Linked DNA regions of Mus musculus: region 1 is linked to region 2. The links are chromatin contacts, called in public promoter capture Hi-C maps. All regions are on one chromosome and are shown on one strand. Each heading gives the region's core, a stretch centred on a gene start, on an enhancer-like site or on the middle of the called end of the contact. The rest is flanking DNA. Distances are from core to core; before and after follow the strand shown.

Region 1 (2,957 bases), core at 352-2,851, about 18 Mb before region 2:
CAGCATACAGTATTCACATATTACACTGACATTTTAACTTGTGTGATTCCTCTCACGTGATTTTCCACTATCCTCTGATGGTGCAAGTATTTGTGCAGCCTAAATCAAAGATCAGTCCATATAGCCTTTCAGTGCTCTCCTATCCATTTCCAATTGGTCTTTAAAATCACCATACCTGGCACTTTAAAATTACACAAAATCTGATTTGAATTACACTTACATGGGTTGGGAATCCTCCCAATGTCTGCCTCAAGTGCATAGGTTTCTTGAAATTAAAGTGTTTATCATCTTTCAGCCTCTACATAGATTGTTCCAAATTAAATGGAAAACTGGTTCGAAATCCAAAGTGCATTCTTCTGATGGGAAACTGTCGGAGGGATGCATAGCTACTTAATAAAAGATGGCTACTGTGAAACAAATAATTACTCACTGTGGTACTGAGATTTAACATAATATTGGTTTTGAAAAGGTGAGCACTGGTGAAGTTTCTCTGAACTGTCCCAGCCACTTGGAAATGAAGCTGTTTTGGACTTCTTTCTCACCCTGGATTAGATCTGGTTTTCACTCTGGTGGCTTAAGACTTATTAACGGTTCCCATGGCCTTGAAGCATTTCCAGGTGTATTCTTTGGGCATTCAGTTGAAAGGAAGGTTTAATGGGGCTTTCCCTAACATCTAAGATCTAGTGACTCTTATTTTTGTCTACCGCATTATGAAGTTGAAGTCTCTCTAAGGAACATTAGTGTTTCCTGTGGGACAGGGAAGCTTTAACTACATTTATCTCAACTGCGCCAGTCCTGTCCTTCACTGGCTATCACATCACGTGACTTAGTATTTAGTAAGTGGATGAACCAGTGACCTCTGTAATTCCTAATAGCTACCACCTGAAACTTTAAAACCCATCACACAGACTAAAATAAAATCACAAGGCCAAACACTATAGTCTGGGCTAATGGCTAAAAACTAAACAAAACTGGCTTAACTATATGTTCTGATAAGAATGCCCAGAACTATTCAGAGTCTAGCATAAATGTGTAGATTAATTTTGAGCTTAAACTTTCATTTATTGCATGGCTAGTAAGCCTCAGGATAGTGCTGCCAGTCACTAGGTTAGTCGAGGCAGGACTGCAAACTGAAAGGCTGCTTGCACAATTCAGTGATAGGTTTCCTCAGAATCAGTAAACAATATAAATAAGGAAAAAGGAAAAAAGCCCGGGAACTCACAGCACAGCGTGTGAGGGTCCTGGTTCCACAAGTACCAGGGAAACGGGCCATTTAAGAGCTTTGAGTTCGCAAGCAGATCACATCCGCACTGCTAATAATGATGAACATGGGTCCCCTTTCGGGGAAGCGCCTAAATGTCTACCACTGGCATTTTTAAAACAAAAGAGCACATAAAATCCTAGCGCTCAAACTCGCACTCACGCGTCCTCTCCCAGACCCAGAGTAAAAGCTTGGGACTTTGCCCTAGTTCATTTTCAGCGCCAATGTGCCCCGGAAACCATGGTGCGAGACTGACACGGCCGTCGTCCAATGGCACAGCACGCTGAGGCGGGCGCTCACGCTCATGTCCAATCGGCTCGCGCCTCGGGATGTCAGGGCGGAAGCGGCCGCCATGGAGCCGCTTGTGCAGCAAACCGAGCGATTCTCCGAGCTGTTGGCCGTGTCGTGTGGGTCGCTGGTGAGCACGTGGGACGCCGAAAAGGTGCGCAGGGCGCTGCAGTGGGCGCGTTATCTGCTCCACGTGTACCGACGCTTCGCGGGCCGCGGCCGCGTGCGGGAGGCGCTCGAGAGGCGGCTCCCCGCGCGGGGAGGGCCGCTCGGGCTGCGCAGCTTCGCGGCGCTGGAGTCCGGGGACGCGCGGCTCGCCCTCCGCCTGCTGCGGAACCGCGCGCTCGCGCCCGCCGCCGCCCGCGCGCTGCCGAGCTTGCTGTTCCCGGGCCCCGCCGCGGACCACCGAGACGACGTGCCGCAGTCGCGCCTGGTCCTCCTGGCGCGCCGCGGAAGCGCGCTGCGCCTGCTGTGCCGCCTCGGCGGGGACGCGCCCAGGAGCGCGCTGCTGCGCACGCACGCGGAGCTGCTGGACGCGCGCCTGCACGAGCTGGGCGGGGCCGACTCCGCGGCCGCGCGCAAACTCCTGGACACGTTGTGGACGCGCGGGCCGCGGGAGCACGTGCTCGACGTGACTGCCGAAGCGCTGCTGCTACGCGAGGAAGACCCGGAGCCAGCCCAGGCCACGGACCCTGCGGGTGCGGATGAGACACAGAAACTACTGCGCTGGCTTCTCGAAAGTCCCGAGGTATTGGCCGCTTTTTGCCGCCATCTGCCAGCCAAGCGCCTGGCCTCCGTGGCGGGCTGCCACCACGCACTGTCTCGCGCCTACCTGGACCTGCTCACAACGTGGGCCACGCGGCTGCACTATGATCTGCAAAAGGGTGCCTGGGTCCCTACACAGATGGAGGACATGCCCTGGGAAGAGCTGTGCCTAAGGCTGCAGAGCTTGTGCCATGCCCAGCCATTTCTGCAGGAAGAGGTGCTGGTGACCCTAAGGTCCCGCAAAGCCTTGGATGGAGATTTCGAGGTTCCTGGGATGAGCATCTGGACAGACCTCCTGGTGGTGCTTGAGTGTGGGATCGTGCTAGAGTAGATTCTCAGTTCCCAGGCTGGGCATCTGGACAGACCCTGTCCCATAGAGGGAATAACAAGCATACTTCTCACCAAAGCCTCTATGCACAGCATCCTGCTACTTCTTGACTATGCAGTTTACAAATTGTCAGTGTTCTCCCCAATTCCCTATATACATGCTCCCAAAACCTAATTATTCAGGGGCCAATTTTAAATGGTTCATAATATAAATATATATAATATGCACAATATCTATAAATTTATATATTATATAATATGTATTATATAGAGATTGTTTTTGTTCTGGTAATGGACCCAGGACCCTGCCTATGTT
Region 2 (3,169 bases), core at 91-2,590:
CTAAAGTGCATATCTTGCCCTTTCTCTCTAGGCGATTATGGATCCCTCACTCATTCCATCCTCTATGTCCGTCTCCTCCTGCTTGACTGAAGCTCCCTCCCTCAGGACCTGCTTTAGCTCACTGAGCTAACTGATCCATTAGGCAGTGTGTCAGATAAAGTCCCTGCTCCATGTGGACTTGTTCAGTGGCTCCTCATCTCTAAACAGAAATCAAAATTCTCACAATGATTTGTAAGCCACTGGGTGAATTCCCTTCTCTAATGTCACCTCTATGACTTCTTCCCCTAATCTGCTCCACTCCAGCCACATGTGTCTTCTGTTTGTGGGACATCTATGGGTGCTGTTTGTGGGACATCTATGGGTGCTCTTGTCTCAGACTTTGCAGTGTCTTTTCCCTTTGACTGAACACTTTCCTTCCAGGTAGCCAACTGGCTCATTTCTTCCCCTTCATGCTTTTACTCAAATATAATAAAGAGTGAATTTTTTTTTCTTAACCATTTAGTTAAAGGAAATGCTTATTTCCAACCTGCCTTTAAATATATATACATATAATTTCATTTTTATTGTGTGGTGGATATTTTATTAATTATGTGTGGGAGTGGACATACAATTTTTATTATGTGTGTGGGGTGGGTATATAATTTTAGCATTAATTATGTGTGGGGTGGGTATGAGCATAAGGATGCAAGTGCCATTGGTATTCCCATTGGTTGCAGCGGGAGTTACAGGCAGTTATGAGTACTGGGAACCCAATTCAGGTCCTCTGCAAGGGAACTATGTGTTCTTAACCACAGTTTCATCTCTGGGGCTTCATCCAGTTTGCCTCTTCTCAGGAGCACTTGCCAGCTCTGAAATCCCATAAATTCTATTTACTTATTTGGCTTACGTACCCACAACACTTGCTTTAGTACCTCTAACCAGGAAGGCATTCCATAAAGTTCTGCTAAATTGGGCTCAGCCGGTAAGAGCACTCAACTACTCTTCCGAAGGTCCTGAGTTCAAATCCCAGCAAACACATCCGTAAGGAGATCCGACTCCTTCTTCTGGAGTGTCTGAAGACAGCTAGAGTGTACTTACATATAGTAAATAAATTCTTTAAAAAAAAAAAGTTCTGCTGAATTGAATACATGAATGAATGAAAGAAGCAAGCGGATCTGGCACGAGAAACTCCGCCTCTGCCCTTCAAGTCACTTCCGAACAGAAGCCAGCCAAGGTTCATCGCAAGTGGCCACACTTGTGTTACAGAGAGGCCAGCAGAGGCCCCCAGATCTACAGCTGCCGGCAAGGTCGCCTAGCGGACGCGGAGGACAGAGGTGGGGCGGGGCCGGAGGCGGGGCGGGGTCGGACGCCTGCGCCATAAAGCCCGCTGCGCGCACTGGTACCGACTTGCCGCGCGCCGCCGCTCCTCTTTCCTTCCTCTTCCGAGCACGTCCTGCTCCGTGTACCTCTCGGGTCCCTCGCCATGGCTGCGCTCACCCGGAACCCGCAGTTCCAGAAGCTCCTGGAGTGGCACCGCGCGAACTCTGCCAACCTCAAGCTGCGCGAACTTTTTGAGGCGGATCCGGAGCGCTTCAACAACTTCAGGTGCACGCACGGGGTCGGGGCTCCCGTGACCCCCCCCCCCCCAGCAGCCCTGCAGGGCCCAGGCCGGGGCCGCACTTTGTCCTTGATGCCTCCTTGGAGTGGGTTTTGGGACCCGCGTGCTAGCCAGAGGGCCGAGGCTGCTTAGTCATTAGGAGGAATCGGCTCCTCCTTGGGGATCCCTTCGCCCCCGCCTCTCAGTCTCAGCCATTTGAGTAGGGATTTCTAACCACCCATGAGGAGGAGCAGCCGCTGCTGGCTCGACAGGCACGAGAGAGCTGTCCCCTCCCACCTGCTCCTAGTGGGCTTTGGTCAGACAGGGTGGGTAAGGCTGAGATTTCCTGGGAGCCACGGTGTAAAAATAGAGCGGCGGAGGCAGGATGCAGAGGCCAGAGAGACTTGTGAGCGACTGCGAAATAGAAGGGAGGGTGGAAGAAATCGTACATGTGATGCATCTTCGTGCCTTGTCACTGATGCCAGGAGGCGAGGGACCTGGGATGACCACCTGTGGTTCCTCACTGGACGTCCCTGATACCTCTCCCTGGGTGTTTCCTTGTAAGTTTGAGATGTGGAGCTTGAAGGGGGAAGTTCTGCCCAGGATCTGTCTACATCTTCTTTCTGTGGCGTGGCTTCCTACACTACTTAACACTGCTACAGGTCAGCCTTTGTGGCCAGGCACTGCCGCTGGGGTGTGACCAGCAGCGTCTCCATCTTTCTGCAGCTTGAACCTCAACACCAACCATGGGCATATTCTGGTGGACTACTCCAAGAACCTTGTGAACAAGGAGGTGATGCAGATGCTGGTGGAGCTGGTAATGTTCTGACTGGGGAGTTGTGATCTCTGGGTTGGGTTGTGGGTGGGGGCTGCGCTTTGTTTTGGGTTCTAGGTCCCGGTGTGGAGTTGGTATCCCAGGGATCTCCAGGCCCCCTGCTGATTGAGCAGACTCTTTGAAGATGCTGGAAAAGGAATCTGTCTATGAAGAACATCTGTCAGCCTCAAGGGGGGGGGGGAGTGGGGGGGGAGGGGGGCTGGACTTGTGATAGGTGATGAGGATGGGGGATGGGATACAAGACCTCAGCAGTGGCTTCTCTCCCTAGGCCAAGTCCAGAGGCGTGGAGGCTGCACGGGACAACATGTTCAGTGGTTCCAAGATCAACTACACCGAGGTAAGCAGTTACACCCGCCGCCCCCCCCCCCTCTTCCTCCTCTTTGCCGACCGTTATCAGCATCGCCCTGTGTCTTCACCCTTGCTCTTAAGCAATGCTTTTGCCTCACGAAGGTGCTAAAGGCTTTTCTTTGGGGGCAAGAGAGGTTGCAGAGCTTTGGGGTGTGATTTCTCTGAGACTGGCAGCCTGGACTTGGCAATCAAATTGGCACAGTTCCTGGTGTCCAGGGAGGGGCACAACCCAAGCCTGAAGGGAGGGATTTGCTTAAGGCTGGCTGAGACATGGCTGAGACATTTTCTTGGACAACTTCAACCTTGATACTCTGATGGATCCTTGCTACAGGTTGTTCTAGTGACAAGAAAAATCATGTCACCAAAGCCCTTAGTTTCTTTGACAGTGGAATGAATAAGAGGTGAGAGTA

What was found. Promoter capture Hi-C pulls out the DNA fragments that hold promoters and counts their contacts.
Region 1: a promoter capture Hi-C map of pre-B cells shows a contact between it and region 2. The contact joins the promoter of Fancf here to the promoter of Gpi1 in region 2. A contact is called at or near these places in 2 of 39 promoter capture datasets (cranial neural crest and pre-B cells) and 1 of 484 Hi-C or Micro-C datasets (CD4 T cells).

The regions. Positions count from the first base shown.
Region 1 is chr7:51,860,911-51,863,867 of GRCm38.p6, reverse strand. Fancf (Fanconi anemia, complementation group F) reads left to right here and starts at 1,601. Exons shown (of 1, transcript NM_001115087.1): 1 at 1,601-2,957. The coding sequence starts at 1,614. The coding sequence ends at 2,645. It also overlaps a transcript of Gas2 not described here.
Region 2 is chr7:34,228,507-34,231,675 of GRCm38.p6, reverse strand. It overlaps Gpi1 (glucose-6-phosphate isomerase 1), which reads left to right and starts at 1,340. Exons shown (of 18, transcript NM_008155.4): 1 at 1,340-1,584; 2 at 2,303-2,393; 3 at 2,680-2,748. The coding sequence starts at 1,463. It overlaps Gm12762 (a long non-coding RNA gene), which reads left to right. Exons shown (of 2, transcript XR_881947.3): 2 at 1-494.